3 separate regions of the Mus musculus genome follow, and regions 1 and 3 are each linked to region 2. Evidence: chromatin contacts called from public promoter capture Hi-C data. All regions are on one chromosome and are shown on one strand. Each heading gives the region's core, a stretch centred on a gene start, on an enhancer-like site or on the middle of the called end of the contact. The rest is flanking DNA. Distances are from core to core; before and after follow the strand shown. Region 1 holds the start of Enpep (glutamyl aminopeptidase). Region 2 holds the start of Casp6 (caspase 6). Region 3 overlaps Col25a1 (collagen, type XXV, alpha 1).

Region 1 (2,700 bases), core at 180-2,679, 570 kb before region 2:
ATTCTCTACAACTGGCATTGTATTTACAATTATTCACTATTACTGAATTCTCTACAACTGGCATTGTATTTACAACTTCGAGTTGGTGATACATTTTCAAATTACAAGAAGGCAAAACATCTTACTTCTCAGATGAACAAGCAGAATTGAAAGCAAGGGCAGATAGGGATCAGACCCACAAAACACAAGAGATGGGAAGCAAAGAGAAAAGGCAAAAATAAACACTGCAGAAACTGGGTTCAGAGGAAGCACCACACAGCACTGTATTGCACCGCACACAGAACAACACAGCACAGCACCACACTGCATCACACCTCGTCCCACCACACACAGCATAACACAGCACCACACTGCACATAGTAGCACATACAGCTCAGCACCGCACCGCACCGCACACAGAACAAAACAACACAACACAACACAACACAACACAACACAACACAGCACAGCACCACACTGTATCACACCTCGTCCCACCACACACAGCATAACACAGCTCTGCACTACACACAGTAACACACACAGCACCACACAGCACATACCTGATTTGCCCGTCCTCCATGTAGGTGGTTTTGTAAAAACCCACAAGGGAACCGTTCAGCCAGCCTTTAAACTCCATGGTCAGCCGATAGACACTGTCCCCACTGGTGGCCGCAAGGTCTTCTGCAGCCTGGATCACCACGTACTCCTGCTTCTTATACTCGAAGCACCGTCGAATTGGTACCTGCTCCCCAGAGGGCCTCCTTAGCTCCGGCAGCTTGGTGATCTTGGTCTCCCTGATGTGGAGCCATAGGTCACGAGTGGGTTTGCTCAAGTTGACAGAGATGGTCACTATTCCCGTGTACCTGTCTTCCTCCATCAGGGCCTTCACCTCCAGGTCGTAGTGAACTGGATTGATGAAGTCAGGCAGCCTGAAGTTTTTCCATTCTCCGCTTTCATCTTCACTGTCAGGGCAGACATTCTGGTCCTGAGGAGGGAGGGCAGTGCTGGCTTCCGGAGGAGGTTGGGAAGGAGCTGGGGTTGTGTCCTGCTCACACGACCTGGTCAAACCCACAGAAAGTCCCACTATTAATCCAACTGCCACCACTACTCCACAGATGATGGCCACGTGTTTGCCTTTAATGCAGTATTTCTTGGAGGGCTCTTCCTCTGCAAAGTTCATTTTCTCCCCCGAAGTCAGATGTTACACATGAAAGGATGTTAAATTTAACTAACTTTCCTTGTCAGCTGACTTCCCTTTTCAATTGGAAGGCGTCCGATCCCTGGCAGCTTGGCTTCGCTTTCCCACACCTCTCCCTCTTCCCGGTCCTGCTCGTCCCCACCGGCCACTCCAGGATGAATGCGGAGACCAAGGAGTAGGATGGAGACGCAGAAGAGAAGCTGACTTGAAGGAGGAGGACTGATGAGAATGTTGGCTCAGCGCTATATAAACAGCGTCTCCCCAGGCCTGCCCCTTCTGAACTGGAGCGAGTTAAATATAAAACAGGGCTTGAGCTTATCGGCCAATACAGCAAAGGGGTGGGGGTTGGGAGAGGTGGAGATGTTGCCAAACCTCTGTCAGCTTCAGAGAAATCACTTGGCAAAGAGGTGTGCTTACGATAGAAAACGCAACCTTTGCCATCAGATCTAGGGCTTCTTCTTGCTGTGTGAGCAGCCGGGCTCTCTCAGCCAAAGGGCTTCTTAAATTTCACTATTTTATTAGGTTGCTTGCCAAAGAAGCTAAGCGTGATTTTTTTGTTGTTTTTTTTTTTTTTTTCTCCTCCTCTTTTCCTTCAAATTATGTAAACATTCCATTTCTGCCCTCTGCGGAAATCATATCTTAGAGTTCGATACTTGGAGGAGTTTCTAAGTTTAAGGATCATTTAGTCAGTCAGTGACAGAGTTACAGGACCAGGTAGTCCAAGGCAGGTAGATGGAAGGCAGAAGGGGAAATGCGAAGCAACTGGCCAGGTCAGGAAAGCCGAAAAAGGGGAAGGAGAGTGAGGGGGGGAGGGGGAACTTTGGAAAGTCTGAGAGTTTGTCCCAAAACGAGAGTATGCTCTGCAAACTTAGGAATAGTATGTCAGCTTTGGAGCAGATAGCAGCTGTAATGGCTGGCCCTACCAGAGAGCCATTAGCAATGATGTCATTGGTAGGGAGTGAAGGTATGCATAGAGGATTACAACTTCTTATGAGTAGCCAAGTTGCAAACACTAGCCATTGCTGACAATGGCAATGCAAACGTAATGTAGCTATGGAGGTTTTGAGAATTATATATAGTATTTTCTATAAGGTACTTTATAGAAACTAGCATACAAATTTTTTCCCACAATCCCATGCAATTGATTCTATTTGGCTGCCTGTTATAGAGATGGTGAAGGACACGCAGCTGGCAGTAGCAGAATTGGTGTCTGAGTTGAAGGGCCATGTAGTTACTGCACTGCACAGATTTTCTTATATAAAGAGAAGGAATATTCAAGATTAAATGATTATTAAAGGCTTAGCATTTTCCAAAGAGCAATTCCCATGGTCTAGGTAAGATAACATTAAAATCTCTGTCTGGGGAGATGGCTTAGTAAGTTTGTGCCTTGCAGCAGGCACGAAGGCCTGAGTTTGGTTACTAGTACCCACATTAAAAAAAAAAAAACAAACAAACGAACAAACAAACAAGCCCAAGTATAATGGTATAAAACTCGGAATGCCAGTGTTGGAGAGGTGTAG
Region 2 (2,700 bases), core at 144-2,643:
TCTTGGGAGTCAGACAAGCCATTCAAACCAGGACGGTGGTCGACACCCTGAAGTTCACTCTCTGCTAGGTCTAGGCAGCTGGGCTGGGGATGATGAGACCTAAATAAGTAAAAAAATAAAAATAAAAATAGACCACACTGTTTCCCCAAACAAGAGAACGGAGAGCAACTCCCAGCCATTTTCCCTGAGCTTCCCCCATGAAAGGCACGGTTCTGAGTGCAGGTTTAACTGGTCACCACCACTGGAGGGAAAGCTTGAAATGCCATGTCGTAATGACAGAGAAAATCATTATTAAGACAATTGAATATTACTAAGCCTAACCCTCTTTACTTGCCATCAAGAGGGGCCCAATTAATTTCGGACATGTTTTCGGGGCAAGGAAAAAGGTTTATTCAGTAAGCAAGACACAGCAAGACTTCCACTGTCTTATTTTAATAGAAATGGTGACATTGAGACTAGTGAAGGCCAAAGGCTGTGCAAAGATACCTGCAGATGCCCAAAGCCTGCTGCAGCAGGCATGAGACTACGCATGTGTGAGCCCGCCCTGCCCTGTTAAAGAACCTCCCTTATGTACACACATGCACACACACACACTTCCTACACACATGCACACACACACACTTCCTACACATATACGCATGATTAAGTAGTGTAATAAAAGACTCCTCAGTCAGCTGGTAACACCTTAACATAATTTTTATCATCTATAGTTGCTTGCTTTTAAATGACAAGGTGGCACACAGTAGGCACAATATGACAGGAAAGGCCATGGTCACCATCACCTACAGATAGACTGTCGTTCTTAGAATTTATGCATGCACTGCCAAACTACCCCTACTTTTATAAGCCAGACTTAAACATCCAGGAATTGGTAGAGTGCTAGGCTAGCATGCGAGAGTCCTGGGTGCAGTGGCACAAAGACAGTTATCACAGCACTGAGTGTGGGGGCTGAAGGATCAAGGTCAGGACCTCAGCTACAGGAGACTCAGGGAAGGAAGGAGGGAGGAGAGGGGGTTGGGGGGTGGGAAGAAAGTCCAGGAGTTGCCTCCGTTTTGTTTTGTCTAAAGCCCTGTCCAAACAGCAGCAGCAACAACAACAACAAAAACATGAGGAAAAAAGCCCTCTGACTGTAGAGTAAGCTCTCTACACTAAACTGAGCACTAGATGAAGTGGCGAAGAGCGATTGTCGGGCGGGGACGGCAACACTGAGTTCACCACCCTGGACGTGAAGTTGCCCTACTTGCTCCCCGGGCAGTGCCCTCTTCCCCAACACTTACACATACACATATGCTTACACACAGCCAGGCTCTGTGCAGGAGGAAGACGCAGTGGCGTCCTGGCGTTGCCTGGGTGACAAAGGGCCCAGTTGCTTGGGGAGGCAGAGGCGGATCCTGGGGCGGGGCAGGAGGCGGGGCGGGGCTGGCAGGAAACGGGTGGACGAGCGGAGGCCTCAGGGCTAGGACACCGGTGGGAGCTCGCGGGCAGGTAAGTGCGGACACCCGTGCGTGCGTGGGGCACGGGGCAGAGAAGGGTGGTGGCCTCCGGGGACTGCTAGGACTGACAGAAGTGGGCTTGCGGCGCTGTGCAGTGAAGGACGTAGCAGCGGTATTTTGCTCAGGCTAACCCCGCCGAGCGCTTTTGTCCTCACGTCCGCTGCTTCCCGGCTGTTTAAACTTTAGAGGGCGGCGCTTGCACTGTGTAGTGGAGAACTTGGCTCTGCAAGTTGAATCCTGTTTTTGTTGCTCGCGTCTGTCTGAAAAGTGGGAAGAGGAGGCGGACCAAGGCTTGGGGCACAGGCCTGCGGTAACCGGGCTCAAGACCCCTAACCAAGGCCAGACCTGGGCGAGCACCTCCGCCACAGTGTCTTCTGCAGCCAGCAAACCTGTTGCTGTCTACGCGTTAGCCCCAAATAACTTTTCTCCACACAGTGATAAACTGCTAGTTCTTGCTTCCCTCAGAACAGGCTTCCTGTCGCCTATCAAAACCGACGTCAAGCCTGAAAAATCTTTAAGGTCTATCAGAGACGGCCTTTATTTCAGAACTTCTGTCCTTATTCCAGAGGAAAACTGTAAAAGTCCCCATGGTCCTACCAGGAGTGGTCCTATTGGACACACAGGGTCTAGTGGTCATCTCCAGTTTAGGGATGAGTAGTGAGGGGTGGGAAGCCAGGTTGGGGGAGGGCACCGTGCCGCTCACCCTTTTGTTTGATTCCTTTCCTCTCCTGTTCAGTTCTATGTGTATGTGCCCTTTCCAGAGTATGTTCTAGGGAGGTGAGTTACTTCTTACAGGTTATTAAGTAGATGGTTGACAGGGAATATGGGTAGATTCTCATGAAGGTCACTAGTTTGGAAAGTGACCTTTAGTGGAATGCCTGGTGACATGTAGTACAGACTTTGTAATCCACCAGTGCCGGGCTTTCGGTTCCGACCTTAGGCAGGACTGGCCCTGTTCTGTGTTCTTGAGCTTTGGAAGTAGTAAGATAAAGTATCTACCGTCCCATGCAATCAATTACAGTGGCTGATAGCTTTATCTGGAGGGTACCATAAAGAGAAAAAGAGGTGAGTGATTTTATACAAATTAAACTAAGGAGCTCAGAGGCCATGCTTACTGTAGGGTCGAACAGTAAAGGAGAAGTGAGACATGGCCAAGACTGACGATTAATGCTGTGTACAGTTTTGAGAACCAGAACAGAGGAGACCA
Region 3 (2,726 bases), core at 16-2,515, 690 kb after region 2:
ATTGTTATATATTTACCTAGTGGGTTGTATGGGTCTAAAATGTTACACAAGGAAAAAAATTTATCATGCAGTACTCAGTTTTATTATCTTTAAAGAAGTTGGAAATTATACCAGTATTGGCTCAGTGTAGAGTTCTTACTGAGCATGTGCAAAGCCCTGAGTTCATTCTCCCAGCATAGCAAAGAAAAAAGAATGAAGAGTCTAGGGGAGAGGAGAAATTTTCATTACTGTAGCTTATAAAACCATAAGCTACTCACATATCCTCCCTCAGAAAAATGCTAGTCACTCACACAAAAATATTTCCACAATTATTCCAAGTTTTATATTTAGGAAAATTAGATTCTAAAGGTTAAACACTTTGTATATATCTCTTTCATCAGTATAAGAAATGAAAACTGACAATAATTATCACATTTCAACTGCTCATACACACGATGACACATAACTTTGAAGAATATAGATTATCACTTCATTTTACAACATGCTGTTGATTGATAATGTTGACATGTTCTTCTCTGTGATAGCATTAACATATCATTCTTCATAATGGCTCTTTTCCATAAAGCTTGCTGTTCGCTGAAATATCAACCCCAAATCATTGCCTATCACAGTAATTCCAGTAGTTAGTCTGAAGTCCATTTGCCAATCAAGCAATGAATGCCACTTAACCAACACACCTGGTCTTGGTTAGTCCTACTCAAAGATGGCTCCGCTGCCTTCAGGAAGGGCAAAGCACAGGTAAAAAGTTTCTATCAGTTCATGTCATGACACTGAAGCTGCTCGCTGAAGTGGGTGCTGATTCTTCATGAGTGAGCACTTGCTTCCAAAGGCATCGTCCATTTCCTGTCTCACCTGCTCCTCCTTCCCTCTCCCTGTCACAGCTTTGCCTTCACCCATGCTCTAGTGAACCACACCAAATTTCTATCCCCTGTATCCAAGAAGCCCAAGTGGTTTTGATTCCAAGCCTTCTGCCCCCATGTTCTTGGCACACAGGAGATGACCAAGGCGGAGCTTTCGGCCCATGCTGTCAGAGTGAATGTATTAATTTGAATGAGTGTCTCATACTTCAATGCGGTGTGCGCATTGTTCTGTCTATTTTCCTTTGAATATTCATGTTGCTTGCTTCAGACTGTTCGGTTTTATTGCAACTGCCATCCAGATTGCAGGATGAATGCTCTCATCTACGTATGTATCTATGTACTGTCTTCTGCATTCTGCACAGCACCAACTGCCTGTCTATACGTTTGCAGATGTCTCCGTTAATGTGAACCAGCTGGGGTGCATTCCTTCCCTCCTCTCCTTTCGCCTCCTTTCCTAAATTCCTCCATCCCTAGGACCCATGCCGACATCCTACAAACCTTGACCTTGATTCCCAAATACTAATTTCCATGGCTACATTCCCACTACGTAATTATCCTGCCTACCTCATTTTAATGAGCCCAGACTGCTTTTCCTATCTGCAGCGTTGTGGGCTGGAAACTCATTTACCATTGTGAACAACAAAGATTGAAGAAGACCGCCTAGGTTTATCCAACTGTTTCTCCAGTTGGCATTGCTGCCGTGTACTAGCACCTGAAATCTGTGTTTAACTCAATCAGTCAAGTGTTCACTTTTATTTTTGCCAGAGAGGAAAAGTTAAACACAATAGAGGCACGTTTTAATACTGGAATGTTTTTACTGGGAGCTGCAGAATAGAGTACGACTGGACAGCCTTGGGAGAGAGCAAAGCTGTAGCCTCTCCCTCTGAGTCTGTACAGCCATTATGTGTTAAAGAATACGGAGGGTAAAGGCAAGTTAAAATTACTCACAATTGGGTAGAGCATCCATTACCCTAAGCCCAGCTCCACCTGATACCAACTGGCTTCAGTGTAACTTGTCCGCCATCTTTGCCTGGTCCACAGAACAAATCCCTAATTCACTGTTGACTCAGATATTTTGACAGTCAGCACTGGTCTGCCTTTCTGATGCATCAGCCCTTTTGGTATCCTCCTTTCTTTTTGTTGAATGTCATAAATAAATAATCAATCAATCAGCCAACCAACCAATCTATCCTGTTTCCAGAATCCATTGTCAGCATGGCAGCTTAAGTTATTTTTTTTATAGCATCGTGTCATATGTACATCAGTAAACAATGGTAAATGCCTCCAGACTATTTCTAGCTAAGCCATACTTTGGATAATTTTTATTCTACACCCCCTCAAAATAAAACCTGTCTTTTATTTAAACCCTTGTATCCACAGGGGGAAAAGGGAAAGAAAGGCAAAAGGGGGCCTAAAGGGGAGAAAGGAGAACAGGGCGCTCCTGGATTAGATGCACCCTGCCCGTTGGTATGTCTAACTGATGCAACCGTCTCCAGATGTCTTGTGATGGGATGAGGATAAGATGGGAGAGGAGCAGGCCAGAGGGGTCAGTAACAGCAGGTCCTGGGAGGGCCACTTAACACAGACTTTCCGACGGTGTTCAGAAGTACGAGGCTACACTGGTGTCCTTGACATCTTGTTGCCAGCCACTCAACACTACTCGTTTCTAAATTTACAAGCAGTGCTGGCTGTCAGGAACCTGACTGTAGGGTGTGAAGAAGAGCCAACAGCATCCCATATCCCTCCAAACAGGAGGCCAATGGTTTCCTGTCAAAGGCTTTGTCATGATAATGTGAAACTTCTCTGCGTGTTACTACCCCTTCTAGGCTGTTCCTCTCCTGGCTTTGTCTTCTAGTTGTCTCTTTA

Evidence for each region. Promoter capture Hi-C pulls out the DNA fragments that hold promoters and counts their contacts.
Region 1: a promoter capture Hi-C map of liver shows a contact between it and region 2, with 2.2 times the contacts expected there. The contact joins the promoter of Enpep here to the promoter of Casp6 in region 2. A contact is called at or near these places in 2 of 39 promoter capture datasets (both in liver).
Region 3: a contact with region 2 is called in a promoter capture Hi-C map of second pharyngeal arch cranial neural crest, with 2.9 times the contacts expected there. The contact joins the enhancer-like site here to the promoter of Casp6 in region 2. A contact is called at or near these places in 7 of 39 promoter capture datasets (the C10 cell line, cranial neural crest, embryonic stem cells and 4 more), 1 of 15 datasets of contacts at CTCF or cohesin (pro-B cells), 6 of 484 Hi-C or Micro-C datasets (cerebral cortex, embryonic stem cells, granulocyte-monocyte progenitors and 2 more), 3 of 115 datasets of contacts at active chromatin or transcription factors (acute myeloid leukemia, astrocytes and embryonic limb bud) and 1 of 9 other capture datasets (embryonic stem cells).

What each region holds. Positions count from the first base shown.
Region 1 is chr3:129,331,320-129,334,019 of GRCm38.p6, forward strand. It overlaps Enpep (glutamyl aminopeptidase), which reads right to left and starts at 1,430. Exons shown (of 20, transcript NM_007934.3): 1 at 543-1,430. The coding sequence starts at 1,162.
Region 2 is chr3:129,900,022-129,902,721 of GRCm38.p6, forward strand. It overlaps Casp6 (caspase 6), which reads left to right and starts at 1,394. Exons shown (of 7, transcript NM_009811.4): 1 at 1,394-1,485. Gm46825 (a long non-coding RNA gene) reads right to left here and starts at 1,410. Exons shown (of 3, transcript XR_001783989.2): 1 at 1,296-1,410; 2 at 1-99.
Region 3 is chr3:130,587,171-130,589,896 of GRCm38.p6, forward strand. All of the region lies in intron 35 of Col25a1 (collagen, type XXV, alpha 1), which reads left to right. Among named protein-coding and RNA genes, the nearest start is that of Etnppl, 29 kb to the right of the region's middle. Within about 2 kb of position 1,266, at least 7 of the 459 cell types and tissues checked have an H3K27ac peak or open chromatin away from gene starts, as enhancers often do.